7 separate regions of the Mus musculus genome follow, and regions 1, 3, 4, 5, 6 and 7 are each linked to region 2. Evidence: chromatin contacts called from public Hi-C, HiCAR-type and HiChIP or PLAC-seq data. All regions are on one chromosome and are shown on one strand. Each heading gives the region's core, a stretch centred on a gene start, on an enhancer-like site or on the middle of the called end of the contact. The rest is flanking DNA. Distances are from core to core; before and after follow the strand shown. Region 1 holds the start of Pdss1 (prenyl (solanesyl) diphosphate synthase, subunit 1). Region 2 overlaps Gm39767 (a long non-coding RNA gene). Region 3 holds the start of Apbb1ip (amyloid beta (A4) precursor protein-binding, family B, member 1 interacting protein). Region 4 has its middle 29 kb from the start of Apbb1ip. Region 5 has its middle 42 kb from the start of Gm13375. Region 6 overlaps Arhgap21 (Rho GTPase activating protein 21). Region 7 has its middle 63 kb from the start of Enkur.

Evidence for each region. Hi-C and Micro-C count contacts between places; a contact is called where the count stands out from the background. HiCAR-type assays count read pairs that join an accessible place to other places. HiChIP or PLAC-seq counts read pairs in DNA pulled down with a chosen protein or histone mark.
Region 1: a contact with region 2 is called in an H3K4me3 HiChIP or PLAC-seq map of embryonic forebrain, with 8 times the contacts expected there. The contact joins the promoter of Pdss1 here to the enhancer-like site in region 2. A contact is called at or near these places in 3 of 39 promoter capture datasets (the SN4741 cell line, cranial neural crest and second pharyngeal arch cranial neural crest), 11 of 115 datasets of contacts at active chromatin or transcription factors (astrocytes, craniofacial prominence, embryonic basal ganglia and 7 more) and 1 of 9 other capture datasets (adipose tissue).
Region 3: a HiCAR-type map of astrocytes shows a contact between it and region 2, with 4 times the contacts expected there. The contact joins the promoter of Apbb1ip here to the enhancer-like site in region 2. A contact is called at or near these places in 5 of 39 promoter capture datasets (cranial neural crest, frontonasal cranial neural crest, maxillary cranial neural crest and 2 more) and 5 of 115 datasets of contacts at active chromatin or transcription factors (acute myeloid leukemia, astrocytes, bone marrow-derived macrophages and 2 more).
Region 4: an H3K4me3 HiChIP or PLAC-seq map of embryonic basal ganglia shows a contact between it and region 2, with 6 times the contacts expected there. The contact joins two enhancer-like sites. A contact is called at or near these places in 10 of 115 datasets of contacts at active chromatin or transcription factors (bone marrow-derived macrophages, embryonic basal ganglia, embryonic forebrain and 6 more).
Region 5: a contact with region 2 is called in a Hi-C map of the N1E-115 cell line, with 5 times the contacts expected there. The contact joins two enhancer-like sites. A contact is called at or near these places in 1 of 484 Hi-C or Micro-C datasets (the N1E-115 cell line) and 3 of 115 datasets of contacts at active chromatin or transcription factors (astrocytes, differentiating embryonic stem cells and stem cell-derived neural progenitor cells).
Region 6: an H3K27ac HiChIP or PLAC-seq map of oligodendrocyte precursor cells shows a contact between it and region 2, with 14 times the contacts expected there. The contact joins two enhancer-like sites. A contact is called at or near these places in 1 of 484 Hi-C or Micro-C datasets (embryonic fibroblasts) and 6 of 115 datasets of contacts at active chromatin or transcription factors (embryonic forebrain, embryonic stem cells, forebrain and 2 more).
Region 7: a HiCAR-type map of astrocytes shows a contact between it and region 2, with 3 times the contacts expected there. The contact joins two enhancer-like sites. A contact is called at or near these places in 6 of 115 datasets of contacts at active chromatin or transcription factors (astrocytes, bone marrow-derived dendritic cells, embryonic midbrain and 2 more).

What each region holds. Positions count from the first base shown.
Region 1 is chr2:22,894,193-22,896,892 of GRCm38.p6, reverse strand. It overlaps Pdss1 (prenyl (solanesyl) diphosphate synthase, subunit 1), which reads right to left and starts at 1,371. Exons shown (of 11, transcript NM_019501.3): 1 at 1,131-1,371. The coding sequence starts at 1,262.
Region 2 is chr2:21,917,001-21,919,700 of GRCm38.p6, reverse strand. Gm39767 (a long non-coding RNA gene) reads left to right here. Exons shown (of 6, transcript XR_866004.1): 4 at 627-740. Among named protein-coding and RNA genes, the nearest start is that of Gm39767, 46 kb to the left of the region's middle. Within about 2 kb of position 1,295, at least 113 of the 459 cell types and tissues checked have an H3K27ac peak or open chromatin away from gene starts, as enhancers often do. A contact at or near this core is called in the N1E-115 cell line, astrocytes, craniofacial prominence and 9 more, where this site is marked.
Region 3 is chr2:22,772,888-22,775,587 of GRCm38.p6, reverse strand. It overlaps Apbb1ip (amyloid beta (A4) precursor protein-binding, family B, member 1 interacting protein), which reads right to left and starts at 1,261. Exons shown (of 14, transcript NM_019456.2): 1 at 1,067-1,261.
Region 4 is chr2:22,743,482-22,746,181 of GRCm38.p6, reverse strand. No RefSeq gene overlaps it. Among named protein-coding and RNA genes, the nearest start is that of Apbb1ip, 29 kb to the left of the region's middle. Within about 2 kb of position 1,316, at least 243 of the 459 cell types and tissues checked have an H3K27ac peak or open chromatin away from gene starts, as enhancers often do. A contact at or near this core is called in embryonic basal ganglia, embryonic limb bud, forebrain and 1 more, where this site is marked.
Region 5 is chr2:21,009,654-21,012,353 of GRCm38.p6, reverse strand. No RefSeq gene overlaps it. Among named protein-coding and RNA genes, the nearest start is that of Gm13375, 42 kb to the right of the region's middle. RefSeq lists an enhancer at 112-2,700. Within about 2 kb of position 1,408, at least 60 of the 459 cell types and tissues checked have an H3K27ac peak or open chromatin away from gene starts, as enhancers often do. A contact at or near this core is called in the N1E-115 cell line and stem cell-derived neural progenitor cells, where this site is marked.
Region 6 is chr2:20,920,481-20,923,180 of GRCm38.p6, reverse strand. All of the region lies in intron 1 of Arhgap21 (Rho GTPase activating protein 21), which reads left to right. Among named protein-coding and RNA genes, the nearest start is that of Arhgap21, 46 kb to the left of the region's middle. Within about 2 kb of position 1,435, at least 27 of the 459 cell types and tissues checked have an H3K27ac peak or open chromatin away from gene starts, as enhancers often do. A contact at or near this core is called in oligodendrocyte precursor cells and stem cell-derived neural progenitor cells, where this site is marked.
Region 7 is chr2:21,140,534-21,143,233 of GRCm38.p6, reverse strand. No RefSeq gene overlaps it. Among named protein-coding and RNA genes, the nearest start is that of Enkur, 63 kb to the left of the region's middle. Within about 2 kb of position 1,328, at least 166 of the 459 cell types and tissues checked have an H3K27ac peak or open chromatin away from gene starts, as enhancers often do. A contact at or near this core is called in astrocytes and stem cell-derived neural progenitor cells, where this site is marked.

The DNA of each region.
Region 1 (2,700 bases), core at 122-2,621, 980 kb before region 2:
TTCTTTTCTTTTTCCTTTCCTTTTTCTCCTTCCTTCCTTCCTTCCTTCCTTCCTTCCTTCCTTCCTTCCTTCCTTTCTATAGAGATAAAACCCCAAACCCTCTAAAGTCTAGCTTGCAGTATCAAAATGGATCCCTACAAAGCCTATCTTCCTCTAAGATTCTTCCTACATGCTCTCTTTCTCTTATTTGTTATTCTTTCTATTTAGAGCAGCTTGCATTTTCTCTCCAAATTCTTTTTTGGATAATCCGTTTTATGCATCTTGTTTAGTACAAGCCACATATTTATAAATGTTACACATCTCCTCCTAGTATAGAGTTTGATAAGTACACTGACATATGAAATGTACCAAATAGTACTAAAATTTAAGAGGTGGGTGATTATTTTTAAAATGAAAGATGAATTACTTATACAATTACTCGGTGGCCGGAAAGGTCTCCAAAACCCAAAGTGAAAAAAACACTAACTTCAAAAGTCAGTCTGCAGATACTGCCAGGTAAAGCACGGCACGGACTGACCCAACTCACACAGAAGCGAGAGTCATTTACAGGGCTAAAAACCAAAAGAAAATGAATTTGTAATCAAACGCAGTAGGAGACAGTTTTAAGAATCCGCAATTACTAATTAGATAATGATTTTACTTCAAAGAAGTCATAGGTCTCTCATGACACCCTTCGGCTCTTCTCCTTCTAGTGTCCTTCCAGCGCCTTTCAGGCGTGCGTTCTCTTGTAAGCACCTGCAGCACTGAAGTCCACCCTGGCTAGCATCACTTTGCGTCGCTACAACACCCTTTCCGAATTTTGAGGCTAACTGGATCCGAAACCCGAAATTGCTAGGAAAGTGAAAGCAGAGGTCCCTTTGGCTCTGGTTGTCCTCTCGACACACCCGGGTAGCCCCGGCTTAACAGGGCTGCGCTCCGCCGCTCCCTCTACCTCAACCCCAATGTCTTCTGGATGCCCGATCAGCAGCTCCGCACTTCTGGCCCCGCGACTAGTCCCACTTCCCGGGTGTCCCACCCAGTGGGGACTGCAGGCCCCGGCGCACGTGCGCATCCTCCCATTCATTGGATCGCCGGCTGTCATTGGCATGGTGACCTCTACGCCGCGGACAGCGCGCGCGTCCCGGCCTCACCTGCGCGCGGGTGTCCGAGGCGGCACGTGTTCCGAGAGGCTCCACACAGCCAGGTCGTTCCCGCCGCGGGCTCCCGACCGCGGTCGGCCTCCAGGAGCAGCCACGCCGCCAGCACGACCAGCGCATAGCCATGGTTCAAGTCTGAAAGTCGCGGCGGGCCGTAGCTCCGCCTCTGCCCCAAGCCCAAACCCGGAGCCGGAAGCTGGGCACCGGAAGCGCGAAGCCGCACCCTGTTCCCCACCCGGTCGCCTGTCCTCTTCAACCCTCCTCGGAGCCACTGGCTCTAGTCGGGAGCCGCGTCCGCTTTTATCCAGAAATGTGCGTCCGAACTGTTGTCCTACGCGGGACAAAGCGTGCAGAAATCTGGTTCCGGTACCTGCTAACCCTGAGGCCATTGTTTTCGCAATGCCAAGCTCCGAGTGGACGTGCCAACTTCCTCTAATTAGTCTACGCTGTGGGTTATTGTGTAACAGAAGCTAAGTTGACCTTATCTCTTAGCTTTTGGACTCTATCCTGAAAGCCTTAGAGATGTATACATGCATAGTTTAGCGGTTTTGTTCATGTCTGGATATGGGAGACCAACCCTTGGATGTAATGAACTACGCAAAATTAATTTTTTTTCGTTATCTTATCTCGCCGTGTAGACCAGATTGGCTTTGTATAGACCAGATTGGGTTCAAATTGACCATCCTGCCTCAGCCTATTGCTGCTGAGATTACCGACCTGCGTCCCCATTTCCAACTCTATTTGCTAATGCATACAGTGCAGCTCAGGATGCTCAAGAAAATGTTTTTATTGTCGTTGTTTCATTTGTTCATTTTGCCTGTCGCATGTCGGATTTATTCCGAAGTTGAAACAGCATTTTTATAACACTTTCATCAAATGATTATACATGCTCGTAATAATCTTACGCCATAATCTTAGGTGGAGGCAATGAGAGGCAAGCGCTGGGGAGACTGAAGAAGTTTACTGCCTTCCCATGTTGATGTTTTTTTTCCCATTCATTCATTAATTCATTTTACATCTCGACCCCCCTCTCCTCCCAGTCTCCCTCCTAGGAAGAAATAAACCAGCTGTAATTTTCTGAATCATAATTTTTTTTCTTGTTTGCAACACACTTAAAGAGGGTTAACCCTAAAGTTGAGCTCATTATTTTCTTATTAGGTTTCTATGTTAAAAATGGAGGTTATACATGTATGAAACTTGTCAAAATAAAACGTTTGCTGTTTAGGGTTTTGACTGAGTGGTTGGGTGTTTTCCTAGCATGCACAACATCCTGGGTTCCATCCCAACACCACAAATTACTTAATGAATGAGTGAATGAAATAATCAAATAGGTAGGCTTTGCCTAGATAAGTGTAGCAATAAATACTTTCATGTTCTTTTGACAATGTTATGACCTGTGGTATATTGTTATTGGTAATCTTCCTTTGCAGGTAGGGCAACAGGAATAACCCACAGGGAGAAGGATAGCAATCCACAATTCTGCTGGGCATTTTTTAATGTAAAAATTATCCAGATTAAAACAAAAGCCCTGGCTCTTAAAAAGAAGTTGTAGTGGGTTGTGGTA
Region 2 (2,700 bases), core at 46-2,545:
CAATGCCATCTATGTAAGGTACTTGGGCACCCATGCATTTGCATATCATAGGAGGATCATGGGAGAATCTCTCACAGATAACGAGGGACACTGTATCAACTTACATGATGAGGAAACTGAAACTTGAGGGTTGGTGACCTGCCTCCTGCTTCTTAGAGATGTGAGTGATAAGCCTGGAATTAAGTACACAACCAGAGAGATCCTAAGAACACATACTCCCAACAGTCCAAAACATGGAAACCCACACAAATGACTCTATTAGATACCTATTTCTGTTTAACTGAGACTCCCGGAATGTGCTGGCTTGAGATGACAATTTATTTTCTGTGGATTGAGGTTCCAGCTGTAGCTCAGCCGGAGCCTCTGGCTTTTGTTCCCTCATTAGAGAGAAGTGAAGCCACCAGCAGAAAAACTGGGTCATCCTGAGGCAAAACTGGGATCAGAGCCTCTCTTCAATTCTTGTCATGTGGGTACTATCATAGCTGCCTGACTGTCCTCATGGAGTGGCAGTCAGGGATTCTAGTGACAGGGTATTGGGAGACACAAAATTTAAAACCCACTTTTTAGTTGCACCTCATTGTAAAAGTGGCATCCCATCATTGTTGCTGTATTTTTGTCTTCTGAAGCAAACTGGTGAGGCCAGGCTGTGTTGAAGGAAGAGGGGGATTCACTGAGAGTGCCGAAGAGGCTGCCTGTCTCAGAACGTTTGGAAATTGGAAAAATCAAAATGTGCAACAGAGGTAAGCTTCAAGTCTAAATTGTCAGAGCCATTTCCCCCACATTTACCTGTGGAAATGCTTGTTTTGTTTCATGAATGAAAATAAGCTTAAGTTTACACCTTTATTAAAACCTAGAGAAAGAACTGCCTTTGCTCGGGTGTCTTTAAATGCCCCTACTGTGTTGGGGAATTGCTCCACTAGTTGTGACAAGGACCCCTTCTTCCTGAAGATGAAGCAATAACAAAGGGCATTGCTCTCTCTCTCTAGTCTCTCCCAAGCGGTCCATCTTTCTGGCAGCTGCTGCCCCTTACAGTTCAGCAGCCCCTCACGCCCCTGCCATTTTCCACAGTGCAACACTGAAGCTAGGTCAGGCTGCTCTTTCATTAAAATTCCCCACAAATACAGCACTGTCGATTCCAAAACGGTTTTCCAGGCCTGGTCAGTCAGTAAGAAAGCCCGAAGAGCCTTGGAGGTTGCCATGGCAACCGCCAACCCAGAAAGGCAAGGAGGACAAGCAGGCTAAATTGGCTGCCTGGGGAAGCGGGCGGGGGTGTCCAGTTTTGGAGCCAGGAGCCAGACTGGGATGCTTCCTGCATACAGAATAGCCTGGAGGAACAGGGAAGTGGGTGTCTTTGAAAGCAGGTCAGAGGGGGAAGCCAGAAGGGACCAGTGTCTGCAGCTAGTCCATGCGTTCCCAGGGTATTAGAATCAGGGCTGGCTCTCTGTGCTCCAACCTCCGCCACCCCACCTCAACCGCCATATCTTCGGCATGTGCCATTCATGTAACACCTCATATAAGCAATTCCTCCCAACAAGGACACGAAACAGGAGATGGTGTAAGTGGCATGCACTCCGCTTTCCTCTGAGAAGAGAAGAGCGGTGTTTTCTAGAGTCCACTGCTCCACTGTCTTGCGCTTTCTCTCTTTGCCGCTCCCTCCACTCTTCCATCCCTCACCCTCCCACCCCTCCTCACCCCCTGCCTTTGCTCTTTCTCCATTTAATGTAATCTAAATAATTTTTCTTTCTTAAAAGATGTCTGCTGCCACCTGCTGGAAAATCTTATTCTTTGCAGATAAAATTGCAAACAACTGAGCTGAGAAAACAAGATACTGTAGAAAGTACCTACAGCATTTTGCTCCAACTCATTAGCTACTAAATACAAGGTTATTTGTTGTGTTCTGTTTCCACTCCTAGGCCCTCAGTGTTTTGGTGATGTCTTCAGACCTCCTGGAGATAGAGAGATCCTAAAATCCATGCGTCGGGTCGGTGGGCGGGTGGGGGGGGGGGGAAGATGCAGATGCCTCCTTGTCTTTCAGAATCTCCCAAATTGACTGAACATTACTCTTGCGTCCTCACGTTCTAACAGCCTCTCCCCCATCTCCTTCATCCACATTTTGTTCTGTCAAGGAAGGTCATTACAACCCACATTTATTTTATAAAGAATGCCAATTTGTTTCGCCTCTTGTTGGAATAGAGTCTTTTTACAGTCACTTAAAAATAGAAATCCAATATTATAATTTTGATATGCCAACTTCACAACCTAATCACTACATTTAGAACTAAAAGTTCCTCCAACTGTCACCTAAGGAAAAGGTCACCATACAAAGTGGCAAATTTCAAAAGAAAAATAGCCCACTACCGAACAGTTTTTATGTGCATACAAACCTCAGGTCATGTATTGTACACGACACCAAACTCCGATAGCTTTGAATGGTTTATTTCACATGAATTTCCTTCGCCTAATAAAACAGGTATTCCTTGCTAGCTGAGGGGGGTAGAGGGGGGTGGGAATTGGGGGAGTAAGAATGAGGGGGTAGAGGGGAAGGACAGCTTTTAACGCTGCAGCATGATGATTTAGATTTAGCCTTGTTCACCCACAATCTTTGCTCCAAGAACTATCTGGGTGCTTGCTGAGATCCATGACAGAGCCATGTTATCCTAGAACATGGTCTAGTTCAGTACTACGGTGAGAACAGTCCAA
Region 3 (2,700 bases), core at 12-2,511, 860 kb before region 2:
TCACTGATCAGACAGGAGACACCACCTGGAAGGACATTGGGTACAAGCGACTCTTTTTCTTATCTTCTGCTATCTTGCTAGCCAGCATTCCTCTTCAGGCCCACGTGCTCCCATTTTAGGGAGGCCCAGAAGGCAAAACCCTCGGTTTAGTATGAAAGCCAAAGTTTCTTTTCTGAAGTTTCAGTTTGGAGTCCCAGATTGGCGCACTTGCTTTTGTTCACACCATATCACTGCCGGTATGGAGGATAAACCCACAGCCTCTTGTCTGCTCAGTTTTCCCCTTTACTCGGCGTTCCCATCACAAAACTACTCTTTGAACAGAGATGCTGAGACGCTCTAGGAGAGCACATGTCACTCTGCACCTTGGTATGAAAGCTGAGAAATACATCGCCAAGGGGAATGAAGAGGTACACGTGATAAAGTCCGAGCGAGGGGCCTGTACTGGGGGTTCTAGCGGTGGTGGTGGCAGTGGTGGTGGTGGTGGTGGTGGTATACAAGAGCATTCTTGTCTTTCAATATATAAAGCATTTTCTGAATCTTCACTCCAAACTAAATTAGGAAACCCTTGTCTGGTATTCAAACTTATCCTTACCACATTTTTTACAAAGAAAAGGAGACTGAGAGGGAAAGACAGGCTTCAAAAAGCAGAACTGCAGTTAAAGTTTTAAATGAAGGGAAACACTTTGAGCTATGTGTCCTCTGACTCTCAAATGAGTCTCCTCAGACTACCACTTAATGTGAGGTGCCCTAAAATGCCTCAGGGGATGTTTTGTTTCAAGATTAGCTCAATTTAATGTGGGGTCCCTGAGACCTGGTAACATTTCTTAAGCAGAAAATCTGTTAAAACAAAACGCAGTGGGGAGAAGAGGGAGCCACAGGTCAAGAGCACAAGAGGTGCCCAGGGGACCTGAAGCTTCCTGGCTGCCAGGGGAAGGGGGGGGGGGCGTGTTCACGTGGCCGGTGCGTGGACCTGTGCCACAACTGTTGTCTCCCCCACCCCCATAGGACACGCAGTGTGGCAGCCTGAGTACCCCAAACCCGTGCGCAGGACTAGGGTGCCGCTTACCTTGACTGCTGGGAGGAGGGTGCGAGGGGGGCTTGCAGAGATGCGAGGAGGCTGTGCAGAGATGCGCGGGGCTGAGCCAGAGATGGGCCGGGTTGAGCCTAAGTGCACCGGAATGAGCAGAGATGAGTGGTTGGCGCCTCTGGGCTGGACCGGCCTCGAGGCGAGGACGTGGGCTCAGGGAGGAGGAAGTGCTTTGAGCCCTGCCCACCCGGCGGCGCAGACTCTCGGCTTTGCACGGAGGTGCTAGCTAGCAAAGCCCTGGAGGAGAATAGACAGACACCAAGCCCCGCCTAAAGGGCTCCGCAAGTTTAGCAAGTTCGGGTTGTTTTTTCCAAACCCTGTCCACCCCTGGAAGAAAACACTTCCTGCCCTAAGGTCAGAGAAAGCCTTCTCTCATCTGTGTGGGTCTTGTGTTCTTTGTAAGAGTCTGAGACTAACGCCCAGATGCTAGTCTGAAGGGTTAGTGCTCAAGGGGTGCTCAGGACTAAAAGTCTCAGATTAGCTGAGAAACTCCCTACAAGAGAGTTCACCAGTCAGTAACACCTGCAGGCAGTTAGTTCCCAAGGAGATCTAAATATCAACCTACGTTGGTTACAATTTTGAGACTTGAGCGGAACAGATGTAAGTTCCCTTTTCTGCCCCACAAAACCGTCAAGCTCCCTGAGCATCTGCGCAGCCTCCACTTCCCCCAAGACTGCCTCCTTTCACTGTTTTAATAAAAGGACCCTCTGCTTCTGTTGAGGCCTGTCTTCCGTTTATTTTCACATCGTGTGGATCAATCCCAATCTATTAAGTTCCACAAAGGGTAAAGGGGCCAGCTTATTTTGCAACAGCCTTCTATGTCTTTACCTCAACCCTCGCTGCACTTCCTCAATCTGCCATTGTCTAAGACTTCCTGGACCAGCCCAGAAGGGGACGTTCCAGTTAGGGTGGACAGAGAAGTGGTGCAGTGTGATGGCCTTTGTGCCAGAGTAGATCTTTCCCTGGGTGGAGGTAAAGGAAGGGCTCAGCAGGTGTCTGTTCTCAGTGGAGACTACTCTGATGATGGGCTGTGGTCCCTCCAACATCTTTATTTTTTAAAGTCAGAGTGTAATTGTCACACTGGCTGTCCTCGAACTTACAATGTATATCAGGCTGGCTTCGAACATATAGAGATCCTCCTGCCTCTCATGTGCCACCAAGATCACTTTCTGGTTTTGTTCTTATGATTTTGTTTGTTCATAGCTTGTATATCACAAGATTGACTGGGACTCACTCTGAGAGAAAGTGTTTAGGGAGATCTGAAAATACAGCCACTAAAATCAATTATGATTTTAAATGATGATTGAGTTAATTTCTCTTCCTCTACACAGCTGTGTCTTTAAGGGTTCACTGTAAGGCAAAATGGTGGAGACATGAAGATATAAATTAGACATATAATTAATTTCAGATAGTTCCAGTACTCAATGGGAGACTATATATAGTTTGTCTAAGAAGAACATAAACAGCAGTAACAGAAAGGATTGCTGCTTTGCTGGATGGCACACCCTACTCCACAGAAAACAGCTAATACACTGCATAGTCAACATGCTGAGAAAGAATAAAAGGTGACGGTATAAAGTAATGGTTATGCTGATAGGGCTTCTATGTCAATT
Region 4 (2,700 bases), core at 67-2,566, 830 kb before region 2:
AGATATGTAGAGAAATGATTAAGTAGTTTTTATATCAAGGTTAACCTGACATAGGAGGTGGCCTGATAAATTTAGGAAGCAATGAGTGAATATGACCTTCACTTTCACTGAAGTGACACCAGATGTTTAAAAGGAGCGGGGTTTCAACTTCACAACCATCTGTCCCTCAATATGTTTAAACTGTACCGCATTGTTTTATTTTTTTGGGAGGGTTTAAATGCAGTTTAGAAAGAATTTAAGCCATCGTAGACAAATGTGATAAAATATTAGGACTGATGAGGTGGCCCAGTGGGTAAGGATGCTTCACCAAGCCTGATGACCTGAGTTAACTTTCTGGAACCCACACAGTAGAAGGAGAGAACTGACTCCTGCACGTTGTTCTCTGACCTGCATACAGGTCCCTCCATCCCCGCAAAAGCCCATAGAAATACAAGGATATTCAGTGCCATTAGTGTATAGGTACTGATTGGTCAGAATGGAAGTCAGCTATTCAGAGCAGGTACTGTCTTGCTTCACATCTGCAAATATCAGCTCTGGCTTTGGAAATTATGAAACAGTGAATCCAAGAAATTAAGACTATTAACATTGTAGGTCTGGATAGAGCTATAACTTAATGGTAGAGTATGTGGCTGGGGTTAGAAAAAGAAAGAAAGAAAGAAAGAAAGAAAGAAAGAAAGAAAGAAAGGAAGGAAGAAAGGAAGAAAGAAAGAGAAAGAAGAAAGAAAAGAGAAGAAGAGAATTTCCCTATTTTGATTTGTTGCATATAATTTGAGTGTCTTTTGCATACATGAAAGAAGAAAAGTGATTGAGTAAGCAAAAGTGAGTTGTACTTGAGTTATAAATGAAATTGAGTTGTAAATGAAATTATCAAGGGTTTCCTACTAAGTAGAAGGTGCCTGGGGCAATGCCAAACACGGACCTGTTTTGGTGGGTCTTGTGTGTGTGTGTGTGTGTGGGGGGGGGGGGCGCTCCCAGCTCAGCTCTCCACTCTTCTTCCCGAGGCCTCACGCCCTCTTGTCCTTTCTGACCTCGACCTCGACCTCTGATCAGATATGGCTGAATTTAAGCATATTAGCCAGGGGAGGAAAAGAAATTAACCAGGAATCCACCGCACAGCGCACAGCGCTGTGAGGCAAATGTAGCATACGCTGCTCCAGGCCGGGCCTTTTTTTGGCCCGGGTCTTTCTTGAATCGGGTTGCTTGGCGATGCAGCCCAAAGCGGGTGGTAAACTCCATCTAAGGCTAAATACGGGCCGGAGACCGATATTCAACAAGTACCGTAAGGGAAAGTTGAAAAGAACTTTGAAGAGAGAGTTCAAGAGGGCGTGAAACCTTTAAGAGGTAAACCGGTGGGGTCTGCGCAGTCCTTCCGGAGGATTCAACCTGGTGGCACGCCCGGCGAGCCGGTGGTCCCAGCGGATCTTTCCCACTCCCCGTTCCTCCCGGTCCCTCAACCCTCCCGCCGATCCCCCCACCCCGCATCCCGCAGCCGCTGTCCCCGCTTCCCCGCCTCACTCTCCCCACCCCCAGAGGGGGGAGGGTCTTGGGCGGGGCAGGGGATGGGGCCAGCAAGAAACCTGCGGTTGCCAGGCGCACTTCCCCGAGACCAGCTCTGGCTTTGGACACCTGGGGAAGGCCCGGGTGGAAGGTGGCTGGCGGGGCGCGGGTGGGGTGGGGTGGGGCCGCTTCAGCTGTGGCGCGGAACCACCCCGCCCCTCTCCGCCGCAGCAGCGTTCGCCTAATCCGGGGGCAGAGGAAGCCAGATACCCTAGAAACCCGTCGCCCCGCTTCGCCCCCCCCCCCCCACACTTCAACGGGGTGGGGGGCTGGGCCGCCCCTCCCACGGCAAGACCCCTCTCCCACACACCCCCCCGCCCCCATCGCCTCTCTCCCTCTCACGGGGAGGGGACCTGGTGGCGGGACGGACTGTCCCCAGTGCATACTTGACTGGACCTGACATGTTTTCCTTTTGTATCTGTGCAGGGTTCCCAGACTGCCCTTTGAGAATAAAATGGGAGGCCAGACCAAAGTCTTTTGGATAAAGCACTGGGAGTGACTACACACTAATCCATTTGTTTGGAACGACTGGCAGCCTTCCTTCCCAAGGCATGGGTCATCCCAGCTTGGGAAGACCTCCCTCCCTCCCTCCCTCCCTCCCTCCCTCCCTCCCTCCCGACCCATTTTCACTCTTCCACCATACACTCAATTAAATAAATAAATAAATAAATAAATAAATAAATAAATAAATAAATAAATGAAGTTTCCAGTTATTTATTTGTCTAAGCTACCTAAATTCTCCCTCAACACCTCCCCCTACTCCCCACCCCCACGCAGCCATCTCCTTGTGGGGGTAGGGACCAGCACATCTGTGTCTTTCTCTCTATGAACTACTTGTTTTCCTGTCCACATTGCTCCAGCACTATGTAGCCCTTTGGAAATGGTAATGGAGTTGATAACACACCCTATCAGAAAGGGAAGGCTCCACTCACTCACTCACTCACTCACTCACTCTCACCCAACCCCGCTCTGCTACCTCAAGGATTTCTAAGGCAGAATCTGGCTTTGTATTTCTAATTTTTTGTTTGTTATTGTTTTTGTTTTTGTTTTTTCGAGACAGGGGTTTTTGGGTTTTTTTGAGACAGGGTTTCTCTGTGTAGCTCTGGTTGTCCTGGAACTCACTCTGTAGACCAGTCTGGCCTC
Region 5 (2,700 bases), core at 159-2,658, 910 kb after region 2:
GGCCCCAAGATACTGACTAAATTTCTTTTTTCAAGATTTTGACCTGTCTTGTCAGCTGACCTCAAAATTCTGGTGGTGTGTGACTTGTGTGCATCTCAGTCTGCCATACCCTGTTTGCCTGTGACTCCTCCGCGTGGATTACACTTTCTGCTCTTCCCTGGACAACATCTCATTCATCTGAGCAAAGCCCTATAAGTGGTTCTAGTTGAGGGTTATGAGCCGCTCCCTTATCCCCAAACTTGTACTGACACTGCCCTTCTAGACCTATTAAGATGCTGCTCCTTACCCAGCTAAGCAAACCTTTTACAGGAACCATCTTCTTTACTGTTCAAGTGTTCACTTAAATACCTATCCCTTGTTCTCCAGTTGGGGGAAGAATTTTTGCATCGTACTTCAAGGCTAAAAAGCAGCAGTAGTTGTTGACATCTGGGCAAGTGATTTGCCCGCTGTGTTGTCTTCTATCAGTATCATCTGTCTGGCAGACAGAGGAACTCGGCCTGACTTCCCATCTAAGTACTTGTTAGATGTAATAGAAAATATCGTTCACAAACCATAAAATTGAGCTGACAGCTCTCAACTGAAGTTTGTAAGTATACTGTGGGGAAGGTACATGTGCACATATGTACACATAACAACATGCACAGATCCACACGTATGGAGGCTAGAGAATAACCTCAGGTATCAATGGGGCAAGAACTCTCACTGGACTAGAGACCATCAAGTAGGTGAGGCTGGCTGGCCAGGGAGCTTCAGGGCCCTGCTTGTCTCAGGCTCGCTAGTGATAGGATTTCAAGCGTGTGCTTCTAACACATGGCATATTTTTTTCCCTGTAAATTGTAGGGATTAATTATACCTATGTCCTCAGGATTTGTCCAGCCATCATTTATACTCTTCACATCTTTTCATCTTTTTTGTTTTGTTTCAGAGATAAGATCTTCTTGCTTTGTTACCCAGGTTGGTCTCAAACTCTGGGCCTTAAGTAACCCTCCTACCTCAGATTCCTTTTTGGTTTGTTTTTGTTGTTGTTGTTGTTGTTGTTGTTGTTGTTGTTGTTGTTGTTGTTTCAGGCGTAGAGGGTGGAGGGACCATCAGTGGAGTCAGCTAAGCCATGTTATTTTGCACACTCCTAAAGCCTTTACTGGCTCTCAGACTGAACAATAAATACACTCGCTCGGCTCCTCACATGCCCATTCTCTGCTTCTAGGCAGCCTCATGCAAGCGGCACCTCATACAATTCTGCATCGGCTTTCTTTCCCCTCCCATTTCATCCTAAGCATTCTCGCCCAGTGTTTCTCCCTGTTCGAAGCCAGAGCATTGTGTGTGCAGAGCTGTGTCTGCCTAGGGCTGTGCAGGGTGTGCTGAGAGCAGCGTGGACTTTGTAACACAGACAACTGCCCTTGGGAATACTAATTGCACGGCTGATAAATTGGGGCGGGGGAGCCTCAGGGACAATGCCAGACCCACCCTGGCTGAGCACAGAACCGGAAGGCACATCTGCAGAACCCAGCAGTCAATCAAAGAAAGCAATCCTTTTCTCTCTCTGAAATTTTCACTTCCTTTGGCTTCCCTCCTCTCTTAGGCCATTCCAGGATCAACCATTTCAAGAGCCAGAACAAAGCAGAACCAGCCAAAATTAAAAAAAAAAAAAAAAAAAAAAAAGCTCAGAATCAAGGTCTAGGCTATTTTGTCAAGTTCAGGATTAGCTGGAAAAGCCCTGTCTCTCTGGTCTTGTGCCCCCTATCATGAAACTCCATTTTCCCAAGCCATTCTTGTGGTACGTCATCATTCACCAATCAGAGAGCCCAGTGGGGTGATATTTAATTCATGTCTGTCAATCAGGACACAAAGAAAAGGCCTTCAGCTGGCCGGAGAGAATCCTGTGCTCACCAAACAAAGAGTCCGCAGGGATCTCTGGGCCCAGCCGCCAACCACGCTAGGGGAGCAGACTGCACACTACCAGCTCCTCATGTGGGTTCAAAATAATTGTGTCTTTGGAATCCAAGAGAAAGATGAAAGAGATTAAACCGACCATCCCTGCGACAGTCGGGATGGGATTGGGACTCTGGTATCTGAGCCCCTCTGTCTCGAATCAGCATGTCCTTGGCACCAGTCAGACCTCTGTGTCCCATCCAAATATTTGAATTTTAGAGACAAGACAGCAGTCTGACCCTCCTGAGTTGCAGTTATATTAGCTCCGTGATTTTTAAACACACATATCAGCAAAAGCAAGTCATTTAGATAAGAATCTTGTGTATGTTTAAAAAAAAATTGACGCCTCTCTTCCATGTCTGGCATTGATCTTTGGAAGTCGGTGGGATATGAACAATTATAAGTTAAATGAAACACTTCCCTTACAGTTGTCGGCAACACAAACACAGGATTCAGAGCAGCAGATGGGTGACAAAGGAACGGGTCCTCTCTTTGAAAATTAGCTCACCAGCGACCCCTCCCCTACACAGTCACTAAGAAGTGCAGCGAGCCTTCTTTCTTCCCAGTAGATCAAAATGCTGAGCGCTTGACCCTAAAAAAAAAAAACAAAAAACGGGATCCAGAGCTGCTGCTGCAGAACCTTCCGAGGCCCAATCTCTCCTTGCTCCTTACTCAGAGGACATTTCACACCTTTTTCTTTCAACTTATGTTTACCTTGCTCTCTCATTTTAGTGGTGGTAACCAATGATCCCGTGTGAGAGAGGGTAGATT
Region 6 (2,700 bases), core at 186-2,685, 1.0 Mb after region 2:
CTGTCATTGATCCCAGAGCCTTCCATGTTCCAGGCAAAAAACCTTAAGCAGTCACCATAGTGATTTACACACAAAAATCTTCAGCCACCATGAGTGTGCATTGCAGTAATTGGTGGCAAGTTTACCTGTGTAAAATGTTTCTCACAATCCTTTAGAACTTTCCCACTATTCTGATCATGCTGGTGTTTCAATGCTCTTTTTTAAAAAAGATTGCTTTTCTTGATTTATGCTCCAGTGGTTCACCCACCCTTACACTGGTATCTCACCTGCTTTACTTTGCTTTCTCTAGTTATTGTATCCAATTTTTAGAGCGATTTGCTACCCTTTCCCTTGGTTTCTTTTAACTTTGAGCTATTGTTCAATCAAATGACCTTGTTATAAAATTTTTTGAGGGAATGGAGTGGCAGCCCTTAGGCCACAGGAATTTAATCTGTTATCCAGCAGCTGCCTTCCTTCCTTCACTAAGAAGTAAATGGGTGCTCTTGGCTGGGAAGTGAGATGTGCTGGGGAGCCTTGTAACTTGAGGGAGGGAGGGATCTGTGAGTGCTGTCTTCTTCACTCAAGGCCCACAGTTGGTCCTTGTTACTAAATCAGAAGATCAAAGGCTCTGTGGGTATGTGCAAGTGAGAGCAGGACTCCTGTATGTTTCTTTTATCCCCTCTTTGTAAACAGGCCAATGAAAATGTAACCTTCCCTTCTTTCCTACAGGGGAAAGGTCAGAGACTAGAAGGGCTTGGATGTCTTCTGGGTGGATGGAAAAATTGAAAGGACTGAGTTATGTGCTCTGAAAAAAAATCAGCTCGTGGAGGACCAAAGTATCTTTTCTTTTGTGTAAAGAGTGGTGAAGAAGCTGTAACAGGACCAGAATCTTAAGAGGATGGAGCCATGATCCAGGAGAGGTTCCTGTGTGATTGAAAACATGAATATATCTGGGAGTATGAGTCTATCAAAAGAATAATCTAGACTTGAATTTAATGTACAATTCGGTTTTTAAGTGTTAAAATTAGAGTCCTAAAGGAAAGTGAAATCTTAAAAGATGCTAGGCAATACCTAAGGCTATACACACAGATTACAAGATAGAAAAGGTGAGAGACACACAGAACTTCCCCTAGCCTTGGAGTTGGGAGACCTTTGGTTTTGAAAGTTTCCTGAGCTATGGGCTTGCTGTGTATCCCAGGATGGCTTCATACTGTCTTCCTGCATCAGCCTCCTCTCCCACCTCGAGTACTGGGATTTTGTTCAGATTATAGCTGTCCACTCTCAGGGATAAATCATTTTAGAGTTGGCCTCCGCATGCTTGTGTGTAACATGAAAAGAGTTCACTTACAGTAAAACTCAGAGGGTCTTTTGTTGGTGAAAATCATTTAACAGGGCAACTAAATACGCTAAGGAGGTGCTCTTTATCATTAGCCATTAGAGATGCAAATTAGCATCACAAGAGCCTATTGCTCATGCACCTGCAGTGCCACACTGACATGACAGTGGGAACAGTGTTTAATGACACTTTCTGTTCCTTTCTCTGAAAATGTCCTGTAATACAGCATCTTCTCCAATTCTATTTTCAGTTTTATTTTTCTTGATATTCTTAAATCACACTGTTTTGACATGCTTATGTGTCAACTGCAGTCAGGAAAGGACATCAAAGCAAATAAGAACTCTGGAAAAAAATGTGGTCAGAGATTAGCAGAAGAAGGAGCCAGATCTTAGATGACCAGCTAAGCCTTTCTCCCCTTGTTTTTAGTGTTTTGAGTGAAAAATTCTGAAGTCACTTGTGGAGACTTTGTATATTAGAAACTGGTAGTTAGTCTTCCTTTCTTGGGCTTGGGTTTTTTAGAGGGCTGGGGAACCTGGAAGTGTAACTAGGAGGTAACTGTGCTAGTTAAACTCTTGAACTGAAGAGCAATGGACAAGACTGAGAATCACAGTTGCCAAACTGCAAAGCTGATAAGCACATTCCCAAACTGGCCATTGGATCTGCACCATCACCCTTACAAATCTGCAAAGGGAGCTGGGGCTGCTGCTCAGTCATTGCCTCGTGTTTCTCTCCCTCTCTTAACCTGGAAAGTGAAATGCCAAGGCAGAGTCTGTAGAATCTTGTATTCTTTTTGTTGTTGTTGTTTGTTTGTTTTTTGAGAGAGGGTTTCTCTGTATAGCCCTGGCTGTCCTGGAACTCACTCTGTAGAACAGGCTGGTCTCGAACTCAGAAATCTGCCTGCCTCTGCCTCCCAAGTACTGGGATTAAAGGTGTGCACCACCACTGCCAGGCTTGCCCATTTTTTTTTTTAATTATTGAATTTTTAGAGTCATAATTTTTATGTTCCACTTATTAGTCCATGATGAGATTTTATTTACAGATACTTTCTCCTTTGAAAAAATTGTCTTTATTTTCTTACATGTTTCAAACAAGGGATTTTTATGAAATCTGGTTTCTTATTTTAGAAAAAAGAGCATGAGTCTATGGAATTTGTCCTTCAGAGTTGGATTCTTAGCAGATAAGGTGACTTTTAGAAACTGTATTTTCATGCAAAAATGTTTTTTGATCTTGATTGGGATTACTTTGAGTCATTATTCAGATCTAAGTCTGTAGATAAATATGTGTAAAAAAACAACACTAAATCTCTAAACCATGAATGTGTTCCATGTATATAGGTATTCTTTCAGGGCTCAGCTGTGTTTAGAGTTAAACCTTTAGTTTTTAAG
Region 7 (2,700 bases), core at 79-2,578, 780 kb after region 2:
TACCTGTGTGCAAGAGAACATTACCCATTGATACAGCCAGGCACCAAACACAAGGACTAATGTCAGGGAGCCTACACCTTACACTCCTCTTCTTCCACAGTTCTGGTCCTTAGAGATTAACAGCTAAAGTGCTGAGCATGGCTGATCCACCAAACATAAGTACAATATTATTACACAATTATTCCAACTTAGGGCAACATGGATTGATAGGTAACTATTTTCCCTTCAGAGCAACACAACCAGCATTCCTCTTGCCAGTGTGTGCACTTGATCTTAGCCAAAGAGTGAAGAAGCTAGTGTGTGTGGGTGAGTGTGTGTGTGTTGCTATGTTTAGAAACCCCGTGGCTTTTCACATCCTAGGCAAATGCTCTATCACTGAACTACACACTATCCTAGCAAAAATCTTTTGGAGAAGACATAGTCAAGAGAACTAATGTGAGGCCTTTAAACCCAAAGTGTGCTGAGTGCAGGCTCTGGCATGATATGGGAGACCAAGGATATATAACCAGAAAGCAGGACCTTAGAGGAAAGAACAAAGAACCAGGGCGCTGGGCTATTAGAAAGCTGGAATTAGGGGTTGGTTTAACAACAGATTCATAAAACAAGGCTTCCTAATCAGAGTAGAATAATTGCCTTTAGCTACAACCTGAGACAATTAGAGTCAAGTGGTAAATCTGATACAGTATTTTGTAAAATGTCCCTGCCCTGGACCCATCGGATCACTAGGGTTTGGTCAGAGGAAATGCCGGCTCGGATCGTGGAGCTTTCCAACTCCTGGCAGGACGCCAAGCTCTGAAGTCCTCCGGGATACTCCGGCCCACTTCCAATGCTCGAGAACGCACTGCACTGACTCTTTTTAATGCATTGACTTGGGACAAATGTGCATTTAAAATCTGGCAGGGAGGAGTCTTGGAGATTGCTGGCCTGGGGGCTGCAGCGATGGGCTTTGAGAAGGCAAATAACAGGGGACTGCTTTTTCTCCTGAACGAATCGCAGGCCTGTCCCATATCCCCGCGGGCTGCAGAGTCGGCAAAGGGGCAGGCGGGGGTTGGGGGGCGGTAAGCCAGGGACGCTCCCCGGAGCGCGCTCAGGTGCATCAGGCGCTGCTCCACAGCTGCTCCCGCGCCGCTTTGGGAATGAGGCTCGACTCTAGTCCCAGCTTTCCCGCCCGCAGGCTGGGGGCGGGGCGGGCCCAGCCACATTCTCCCCCACCCCACCCCCCCGCCCACGCCCACGCATCCTCCGGGCGTCTGTCTGTCCAGCGTTCCCCGCGAGAGACGTGGCCGGGAGCAGTGAGAAGGCGCCAGACTCTAGGCGAGGCGTCGTGGTAAATGCGAACTCTGGATTCGGGCTCCCTTAGCTCGCGCCCCTCCCCTCTCCTCCCTTCGTTGCACCCCTTCACTTCCACCTCCCACCCCTTTAGCTGAATTGCGTTGGGGTGAGAACGGCCAAGGCTTTGTTCCTCCTGCGGGCGGAGATCGCTGGCTTCTTCGCATCCAAGCCTCCTCTCTCCACCCCATCTCACGAAAACCCTACTAAAATCACTCCTTCATCCAGAGTTCCCAGTAACTCCTCCCTTCCCACTCTCTCCTGGGTTTTTGGCCCGGAAGCCTGCCTCCTACCGAGTCCCCACTTCGGCTAGCCACAAGGAGTCTGGCCTGTGAGTCCGGGTGTAGGAAGACCCCAGCATGCAGCTCGAGAGACCATTCTGCACTGCCTATTAGCACTTCAATGAGTTTTGTTTTCAAAACGGCAGAGAACTAACTCTTCAGGGCAACCAAAATGCAAAGTAACGCAAGTGAATACAATTGGAACTTAGAATGTGGAGCGCGACTCTGCAGAAGCCAGCAGCCAGAGTGCCCTCTGCCTTCACTTGATATGCGAGAAAAACCCAGCAGTGTGTCAAGATGGAAGGTGGGGCCAGATCCAAACCTCTGCAATTCGGGGGATCATTCAGGTGTCAACCGGAGGGTACCCACCTCCCATAATCTTGAAATTAAGCTCTAGCAGATGGTGGTTATGACTCCAGGATTGGAATGAAAAGGTGTGAAGGTGGTGGGTGAGGCTGGTTTGCCATTAAGATCCTCTTTCCAGAGCCCAGCATGTAATTCACAGCTAATCTGTTTATGGAAATGATTGGATGTGTTTATGGATTGATTTAGAACGAGTGGGTTCAGAAGGAAACGCCTCTCGGTTAAATAGAACTGTTCAGGTTGAACAGGTCTTAGTTAAACATCGGGAACCTACCTTTCCTCAAGGAGTTCCAGGTTCCGCTCCTATGTGGGGAGCGGGTGTGGCGGCAGTCCCAAAGGTGCCAGGGACTGTAGCTAAGTCATATGACTTGCACCTGACTTCCTCATATAAGACACAAACATCTTGAGTGCTGCGCAGGTGTACCAGGATACAGGTGAATCCAATTTGGTGGAGATTTGCCCCTGCTGCCCTGATTAGCTGAAGCCTCGTGACTGGCGAGGGGGCGTGGCCTGCTGTGCGTGGATGGGAACTGAGAGTATAAAAGAGTGAGAGGCCCAGGGTTCGGGGGAGATATAAAAACAAGGGAGATATAAAAACAAGGGAGATATAAAAACAAGGGAGATATAAAAACAAGGGAGATATAAAAACAAGGGAGATATAAAAACAAGGGAGATATAAAAACAAGGGAGATATAAACAAGGGAGATATAAACAAGAAGAAACAGGA